2 separate regions of the Rattus norvegicus genome follow, and region 1 is linked to region 2. Evidence: chromatin contacts called from public Hi-C data. All regions are on one chromosome and are shown on one strand. Each heading gives the region's core, a stretch centred on a gene start, on an enhancer-like site or on the middle of the called end of the contact. The rest is flanking DNA. Distances are from core to core; before and after follow the strand shown. Region 1 overlaps Cacnb2 (calcium voltage-gated channel auxiliary subunit beta 2). Region 2 holds the start of Cacnb2 (calcium voltage-gated channel auxiliary subunit beta 2).

Evidence for each region. Hi-C and Micro-C count contacts between places; a contact is called where the count stands out from the background.
Region 1: a contact with region 2 is called in a Hi-C map of frontal cortex, with 2.0 times the contacts expected there. The contact joins the enhancer-like site here to the promoter of Cacnb2 in region 2. A contact is called at or near these places in 2 of 12 Hi-C or Micro-C datasets (Schwann cells and frontal cortex) and 1 of 1 datasets of contacts at active chromatin or transcription factors (oligodendrocytes).

What each region holds. Positions count from the first base shown.
Region 1 is chr17:82,531,675-82,536,085 of GRCr8, reverse strand. All of the region lies in intron 2 of Cacnb2 (calcium voltage-gated channel auxiliary subunit beta 2), which reads right to left. Among named protein-coding and RNA genes, the nearest start is that of Cacnb2, 61 kb to the right of the region's middle. Within about 2 kb of position 2,290, at least 18 of the 93 cell types and tissues checked have an H3K27ac peak or open chromatin away from gene starts, as enhancers often do.
Region 2 is chr17:82,470,283-82,475,336 of GRCr8, reverse strand. It overlaps Cacnb2 (calcium voltage-gated channel auxiliary subunit beta 2), which reads right to left and starts at 2,122. Exons shown (of 14, transcript NM_001398773.1): 1 at 1,902-2,122. The coding sequence starts at 2,009.

The DNA.
Region 1 (4,411 bases), core at 1,041-3,540, 61 kb before region 2:
ATTTTATACATATGCAAGAAGTCAGGAAGGCTGGCAAAGCAGGGTCTAGAGAAATTCAGGACATGAACAAATTCATGGTAATGAAAGAAGGGAAGGAAAGAAGAAAGGGAGGAAGGAAGGGAGGGAGGGAGGGAGGAAGGAAGGAAGGAAGGTAGGAAAGAAGGAAGGAAGGAAGGAGGGAGGGAGGGAGGAAGGGAGGAAGGGAGGGAAGAAAGGTAGGAGGAAGGGAAGGGAGATGTATTTTAATCCCAGTGACAAGAAAAGTAACTAACACAAAAGCCATTCCACACACAGCCCGTTTCCTGTGCCATTCAATGCTCACAACTCCATAAGCATGAGTCCTTACTACAGTAATGCCCATTTGTACACAAGGGTAGAGCAAGTGGCAAACAGTGAACAATCTGGATTTGTCCAGAGGTGTGCAGAAGAGGTGGCAGATGAATGATCCCACGCACATGCTCTGCGTCCAAAAACTATGCTGCTTATCAACTCTAGTGTTCTACTTTACATACTGCGCTTAAAATGTATGCTTCACCGGTTGAACATTGCTAACATTTCTAAAAGCCCTGTTTGGTCACTCAGCACTGGCTATAAGTATATGTATGAGGGGGGGGAGGAGAGAGAGAGAGAGAGAGAGAGAGAGAGAGAGAGTTAGTTATAATTAAGTTATTACATTTCAGCTATTTTAAGAGCATATAATTGCCCTCATCTGGACAAAGATGAGATATAGTAGTTACTTTTAGACTTTGGAGCCTTAATAACAGCACATTGGTCTTACTATACTTGATACTAACAGCAAATCTGGGAGGGAGGGTTGTTGACTATACCACATTCTCAAACAAGGAAACTGAGCCTAAGACATGGAACAACCAAGTTCATATGCAGCAGCAGAGCCAACACACAACCAGAGGTTTTCTATAACACTCAAGTCCAGACCCATAACTACATACGACTCTTGTTATTGCCTTTAGAGATTTACATCCAACCAGAAGCCTGCCAGTTCCTACGTTCTATGGGGAGAACATCTTCACCTTTGTTTGAGGTGATTATACAAAGGGCAGAGTGTGCAGTATTAGTCAGTAGATGTGAGATTGATCCCCATGGTTGAAGCTTTATAAGTGTGCCTCCCCCTCCCCCTCTCCATCCCTCTTTCTATCTCCTCTCTCCCTTCTTCCCTCCCTTCCTCTTTATCTCTCTTTTTCTCACGCATTTCTCTCTATTCAACACAGAATGGCTTAAAACTGAATGCAGTCACCAACTGGGGTGTATTTCAGGACAATCTATAAGCCTGACACTTCCCTACTAGGTCCCATCCCCGTTATGATATCAGTTGGAGCCCAGGAATGTAAGATAAGAGGGCCAATCAGCTTTTAAGCTGAGGGCCACACAATGGCCTCTCTTCACAGAGAGGAATCTTTCTCCAATTTTAACAAAACTCCCCTGAGAAATGAGTTTTGGTTCTGGCAGCATAAGAAAACTGGCTTTTTTCCCTGTTCATTTCTCATTCCAGTCACAGACCAAAGAACTTCTAACCTTCTGCCCATAACAAAACCATATACTCTCATCTGCACATCAAGCTAGTTTAATATTTAAAATTTATTACATTTATTTATCTGTCTGTGTGTATGTGTAGAGGTCAGAGGACAACTTCAAATCTGGTTGTTCTCCTTCCACTGCACGAATCCCAGGGATTGAACTCAGGTTGTCAGGCTTGGTGGTAAGGGTGAATCATCTCAATGGCTCTAACTAATTTAATATTTGTAACTTTAAAAAAGATCTGCTCCCAGCCCAGTGCTGTATTCTGAGCAAGGACTTTATCTGAGCTAGATCCTTAGCCCCAAATGAAAGTTGTAAAAACATATTTCTTCAGATTATATATTGTGAACCTTGTTATGTTTACCAAAGTAATAGTCAGCTCAGAAAGAGATCAAGAAAAATAATAATTTTGGAAACACAAATTTTTAAGATTATAAAAGACTGTATTGTGTTGCCCTTTAAAATTTTTTTGGAACTATTGCAATAACTTAGTGCTTAACATGTGTGTGAGCTCCTGGATCCCACCTACACACACACACACACACACACACACACACACACACACACACACACACATACACTATGAACAACATCATTGCTCTAATTAAAGAACAAGAAGTTCAAAATATAAAGTCTGGGCATACTGTATATAAATAAAAGAATGGCTAATATATGCAGTTCTTTTTAACTAGGGAAAGTACGAATACTTCAAAGTCAGCAGACACAGCATGTTAACAGTTTCAAATGGTCTCCTTCATTGTCTGTGTAGTACACTCCGAAGTGCAGCCAATGTAGGTATGAGCTTACAAAACTGCCAAGCTGATAAAAAAGCAAGCAGGCCATCTGGAAAAGCGCACGCCTACTCCTATTTCTGGCTATAAAATCTGAACACAGGCAGAGTTAAGAAAAGACTTTTCTAGAAAACTGAACAACCACACATACATTAAGACAGAAAGCTCCCCAAGAAACACACCGGTCAACCTAAGAGCATCACCGATCATCATGAGTTTGGCCTTGCCATGAGACTGTTCTTCCCAGAGCACAAAGATGACAAATTAAGCCACATTTTTTTGTGCCTTTAAGGAAGAGTGCTTTGCTATGCAGTTCTTCCTGGACACGGAAGTAAGATGAACATGTCCACTTTCCCTCAGGTGAAGCCAAGCCCAGGCCCACGGAAGGGGAAGAGACCCATGGCACATCTAGCGGGCCAGCAGCTAATCCGGAACACATTTGATTAGCTTGGCATTGCATACTTTAGTTACACCGCAATGTGGACATTTTCCAGTTGAGATACCGTGATTTCACAGTCATCTAAAGGAACAGTAGTTTCATACCATGAAATTCTACTGGGCATTCAACACAACCCCAGGTTCCTACACGAGTGTTCACTTGCCAAGTTGAGAATTCTTTAGAATTTGTTCAAGCTTGTGTTCTTTCTCTCAAAACACAGTATTGCCTGCATCTCTAAAATGGTGAAAGTAGCTTTGCCAGTAGAGATGTCCTTTGGGATTTCTTCATGCTGGGATTTCAGTCTATGAAAATTTCACAGATGGAGTGACCAAGCAGTGAGTCACTGCGTCATTGCCCTAAGCACTGTCTTGAGATGGCTGCTTTGACGTTCTCCATAAGACAGGTACTCTCCTTTTCTCCATAAGACAGGCAGCTTGTGCTGAGCTGTGATTTTTTTTACAGTGCTTCTTACTAGAAAGATGAGCCTCCTATTCAGATCATTCCTTAAGTTCATGGCTTTAAAAAGAACCTTGGTGTTTCAGAACACTGCCACACACAGCAAACACACAATGTCATACCTGACATCAAAACTATTCGTTTTCTCTCTTCTTTTGCCAATACAATAAATTCATCATAGTAATGATTCTTTTATAATTCGAAAGCTATTTTGAACAGATAAAATTTGCACATATTTGTAATAAACAGCCTAATATACTGAACAATGACACCGTTTTCCCTTTTGTATGTATACGTGTGTGATCTATTTGTGTTTGCATGTGGGTTGGCACACATGTGAGTTCAGGTGTGCATCTGTGTACATGCAGAGGCTCAAGTTGATATCAGGAGTCTTCATTGTTGTGCTCCTTCACTGAACCCAGAGCTCATCGATACAGGTTGTCTAGCTGAACCCAGAGCTCATCGATACAGGTTGTCTAGCTGGCCAGCTCACTCCAGGAGCTCCTGTCTCTGATCTTTTGAATGCTGGAAGTACAGGTGAGCTGAATTACTCACCTGACTTTTACTTGAGTTCTGGCAATCTAAGCACATTATCCATTGAGTCATCTTTCCAATCCCAATAATATTTTCATATCACAAATGAAGTTAAACTTTCCACTGTGTCTTATACAACCTAATCTGCCACTGTTCATTATAATAAGCACAGTGAATATATTACAAACAGAAAACAGTAACGACCACGCCAAAGGTAAAGGGAGTAAGAGCAGATAATTTTGAAGGTTTATGGTACTATTTATATTATTGACTTGAGTGCCACATACTTTCTAAATATATCACAAACATTAATCTTTGGTAGCCTGAGTGTGCTCTAGGATACAGTGTTTATTAAGATGTGCTAGCCCCTGTCCAAGTGCAAGTTTTAAACTTTGAATCGTAACTAAATGTTATCGGTTCTTATGACACCTGCCAACCAGGCTAGCATTTCACATGGTGGGCACCTCTCCACTCCAGTAAGTGCGCCTTTCAGAGTTCTTAGGAGAATCCGAATATTCCCCTGTAGTTAAAGGGCAATGGATGTTATAGCCCATGTCTCATTTCTCCATTTCCTTAGACATCACTTGGGGAGAAGAGTTGAAAAAGGGGGTCTGTGAGTGTGACTGTTTCTGTCTGATAAAATGTATAGGTCAAA
Region 2 (5,054 bases), core at 873-3,372:
AAAAAGGAAAGAAACTGAAGAAACTTCCAAGAGAGACCTCTATTTCCGTCTCCTCTCAGTACTCAAGGCCTTCATCTCTGCACAGCTGAGGCCTCTGGGTACATCTTTTACCCTCGTCTCAGCTGGCAAGCAAGTATCAAGATAAAATCAGGAGCCTAAACCAAACGTGAGCCCCGTGGTTCAAATTCAGATCCTCTGGCAGAACCCGGCTGAGAGTGCTCTGGTTAATTACAGGTCTCCGTTAGGCCCGTGAGCCAAACCCAGGCCCCGACTGAAGCCTACCTGTTTTACCACCAGGAAAACAATGGATTTCTGATTTGTAAGCTCAAGTTGACCACACTTCTCCCCTATTGCTAATGTAAACTGTGCATTCTAAGGTAGAACTTGCAGTTTCCAATAGTTAAAGAAAGTTTAAAAAAAAAAAAAGTCGGCAAAATGGCTCAGCAGGTAACATCACTAGTCAGAAAGCCTGAAGATCCGAATTCAATTCCTGAGATCCACATATCTGAAGAAGAGAGCCCCTTGGCCTTCTGTAACTTAACCTCTGACCTGGCACACGCAACCTTTCAGCTTGTACACACATGAACACACGTAAATCAGTAGCAGCATGCATATACACACACACACACACACACACACACACACACACACACACACACACACACACGATAGGGGCTCAGCAGAGTTGGAATTATACTACATGGAGTTACCACTGGCACAGTACAGAAATACTGCCAGAGTGGCGGCAACATATTTGTGACCTTTCTCAGAACGCCCCACTCCCACCCCTCTGCTGCACAGTAAGCACTCGTCCCGGTGTATTTTATGTTATGTATTATTTATGTACACAGACATCACAATTTACTACCTTGCAAATGTGGGCTTGAAATCAGCAAGACAAAGCCCTTAAGCAGAGGAGAAACATTCTCTCCAACTCACCCTAACCTCTTCCCAGCACTCTCCAACTAGCCCAAGTGTAAGGTTTGAAGGGTTTTGAAGGATTAAAGTTGAGGGACTCCTTTCTGCTCTTTTCTGCCCAGATCTGGGGGTGTCTGGAATCCCAACTGTACCTGCCAAGGCTTTCCGTAAAAGTCACCTTATCACACACGCCTACAACCAACATCTCCTATTTCACAATGAACAGCGGAACAGAATTTTTCCAGAAACCGCTAATGCTCATCAGAGAAAGGGACCCAGGAGCAGCTAGAATGGCTTGCCATTTCGGGGTAAACAGAAACAAAAACTTTCTCATCCCGAACACTCTGCTCTCTTCTTAGAGCTAAGGTACAAGGGTCCGGGCAAACCCTGGCAAAGGGACAGTTGAACTGTCTGGGTGGCACAGCCCCCTAGGTGCCGAGGGGGTTGGGGCTGCGCTCGGGAGACAAGGCAGAAGGTTCCACGCCCACCTTGACCCCCGCATAGTACCCCACCTCCCCGCCTAGCTTCCAAAGGAGACCACCAGAGGCAGCCGCGGAAAGAGCGATGCAGGATACAGATCCCTTTCCCGCCCGCCCGAACTCACGATCTTGAGCCGGTCCAGTCCACTCGCCTGGTCCATGGCTCTCCATGTGCTTCTCCCGGGCAGGGGCGCGGACGGCCGAGCGGCGCGGCCCGGGAAAAGCCGGGGCGGAGCGGCAGGTCGTCCTTGCCCCTTACCACTGGCTTTTCAGAAAGCAGAGGGGGAAAAAAATGGAAGCCGGAGCAGAGCCGGGGAAAGGCGCGCAGGGGCAGGGTCCCCAGCAGCCCCGAGATGGGCGGGAGGAGGTGGCGAGGAGACCAACGCAGGAGGGGGAGGCGCGGTCGGCGATCAGGGAGAGGAGGCTGCGGGGGGGATGGGGTGGGGACGGAGGTCGGGGCTCTGAGGCTCACAAAGCCAGCAGAAGGCGCGGCGCTGTGGCTACCTGTGCTCCGAGCGCCCCCGCGGGAGCCGCGCTTTCCAGCAGCTCCATCTGGCTCTCCTGCGCCACCGCCGCTATGGGAGGCGACTTGGACGTGTCGCTTTGGACCATCGGCGAAAAGTCGACTCCAAGGTTGCGGGTCCCTCCTCCACGCCCCAGGTCCCCTGCTCCTCTTCGCCCCACGATCGGAGGTTCTCAGTGCGCGGGACGACGCTAGAGCATGTTGCAAAGCCTAGAGGCGGCGGCGCGGGCACGCGGCTGGGTGGCCCGGGCGAGGGGCACCCGCTCTTTGGAGCTTCTGGGCCGGCGAGCGGCCGAGACTGGGACTGCGGGGCGGGCGGGCTCCAGGGAAGTTCCCCGCCAGGAGGAGGGAGCTCCGGGAGCACGAGCCAGGGGGGAGGCGCGTCGGAAAGCGAGAGTGACAAGCCACCGCCACTCCGAAAAGTTCTTTGCGGGAGGCGCGGACCGCGTGGGCTCCGACTCAGCTGCCGCCCGTCGCCGTGGCACGGGCGCTGGAAAGTTTTCGAAGCCACGAGAGCCAGCCAGCCGGGGCTCCCTAGGGAGGTAACTGGCCGTGCAGCTCAGCTCACCTCCTGGTCCCGGGGTCCACAGGAGGGAAAAGAGCCACACGGTTGGTTCCTAAATTGAAAGTCTCAATGATCCAGAAAAGGCTGCAGACAGACCCCGAACCTTTTCAAGAACGTGAGTGGAGAGTCAGAAAGCAAGTGCCATTGAAGAACTAAGACTTCCTCTCACTTGGACCTGACCTGACCTGACAGGTGGTTCAAACCCACTACACCGGTACCCTAGCTTTATGGCTTGTGATGACCTGTTCTGTTTTGTTGTCTTTGCTAGCAGACAACACCCCGCGTTCCTCCTCCGCAGTTGAGAAGTTTTAGTATGACCCTTGAGACAAAAATAGGCACCTTTTTTTCAAAAAAAGACCCCGAAATGCTTGGTTGGCGGGTAAAACCAGAATGGTTTGCTTGTAGTTGGATCGGTGGGGAGATAGGATATGGATAAGGGAACCATGATCAGTGTACATTGGGTGAACTTTCAATTAAAAACAAAGAAACTAAATGGAGGGGGGAAGGAGGTGGAGGAGGAGAGGGAAGGAGGAACAGGAGGAGGAGGAGGAGGAGGAGGAGGAGGAGGAGGAGGAGGAGGAGGAGGAGGAGGAGGAGGAGGAGGAGGAGGAGGAGGAGGAATTATTCTACATTCTAGTATTGGTTTGCCTTGAGTGGTGCTTTAGTTTGACAACCTTTCTTGCATTGAAAAATCTTCATACAAATTTTCTAGGTAGCAATCGCATAACGGTTGTGCAAGCTGAAGTACACGCAGAGACCTTTTTACAAAGGTAAACTTTGTATACTGTGTTTGACTATGATGATGAAATACAGTGCCTTGTTCTTCTTAAGCTGAGCTGTTTTAATTAAGCAGATGTCTACCGTACACTGGATTGAGCAAGAGGTTTTGTTTTTTTTTTTCTTTCAGATCTAGACATGTTTAAAGATTTAAGCATATACAAAGTGCCATTGGTTTTCCAAATCTTCAGTCTTAATGCCATTCTGTTACTAACGTTAAATAAAACCAAAGTATTGGCTTCCTTTTATTTTAAAACCGGGATTGGGGTGGGGGTGGGGTGACCTTATTCAAAAAGCAACAAAGCAAGGAGCCGAGTCTAGAGCATGAGATTCTATTTTTCCCGGCCATGACAGCTTAGGGGCTTGTTAAGTTCATTAATGACAATTAGCAATGCTTTTATAGTTATTCCTGACCATGCATATATATGCGTGTGAAAATTGGAAAGACATTGTTTTTCTTGGCAGTTAAATGTATCTCCTTCCTACCATCCATCCGTGTTCTGCTGACAGTAGGTTCACCCTCCGGACCCTGTTTCTTTAAGAAAACTGAGTTTTCTTGGGTCTGTAAAGTCTCAGGGACAGGGACAGGGACAGTACTATATCCACTATACTCGAAACTCTGCATTGGGAGAGCCATGCTTGTCACTTGGGGTACCTTCAGGATTCAGTACTCTAAGTTCTTTCGATATGTAATTAATAAAGTATAAATCAGGAGTCTGTGCCTCCAAATGACCACAGCCAATACAGATCAGGTCATGGTTTCGCGGTTGTGCACACTCAGAAACTAGTTCATATGCTTACTTCACGGATGATGATGAGTTTTAAAGTGGTTCTAAAAAACTACGGGTGTATCAGGGGTGTGAGGGCACATCTGTACTCCCAGCAAACAAACAGTAAGACACTTCTGGTTTAATGAGATGTAGTCTTTTCCCATCCCATCAGTCTGATATTTTACAGAATACTTAATTACCTGTCACCGTCTTTCAGTTATGGCCATTTGGGAGGTGGAATTTTAGCTTTTCCTCAGATTTGTAAGAGAGCACAAACTGTTAGACCAGCTTTGGAAATAACTTTAAAATTAAGTGTTCTAATGTCAAAGGGTATGTATCATTTCCTATCATGAGTCCTTTAAGGTTATCTTCCTTTCTAGCACTCGTTGAAGGCAGCAGTTGGAGTGGCCACATTTCACCCTTAGGACTAAGGACAGTGGTCCATATTTGCAGTGCATTGTGGGTAGAAAACAATTAGTATGTGGATAAATAGATGGATGGTGTATGGTCTGTCATCATGTGTTTTAAAGCATTGTGTAAACTCAAATGACAACCACTTACTTAATATTAGTCTTGTGAGAGCAGTATTTCCTCCTTTGTAACCCATGCTAATCTAATTAGCATGTATTGGGCCCACAGTACAGTTCACCATTCAGACATTTGTCTGGCTTATAAAAGTTATCAATTTAAAAAGTAGCAAAATGTGGGTCCTTTAAACAGAGCAAAAACAGAATAAAAGCAGAATGAGAAGGTTGAGAAATCTTACAGCCATCCTTAAATGCCTTCTGTGTGGCCTATTTTCTTAATCTAAACATACTTTGACTTGGTGTAACATTCAAGAGCTGAAAGTGAAAGTGGACATTTTTGGTAAGTAAAGAACTGTGAGCCTTTTCAGGTTAAAACTTAAAGAAATGCAAGATGCTCTTGCCACCCTGGACTTGATTGCGTTCGAGGCATTCGAATGACCGAGTCCTCCAACCTGCTGGTTAGCACCCCTGTGCTCATTAGTCTTTGAAATGAAC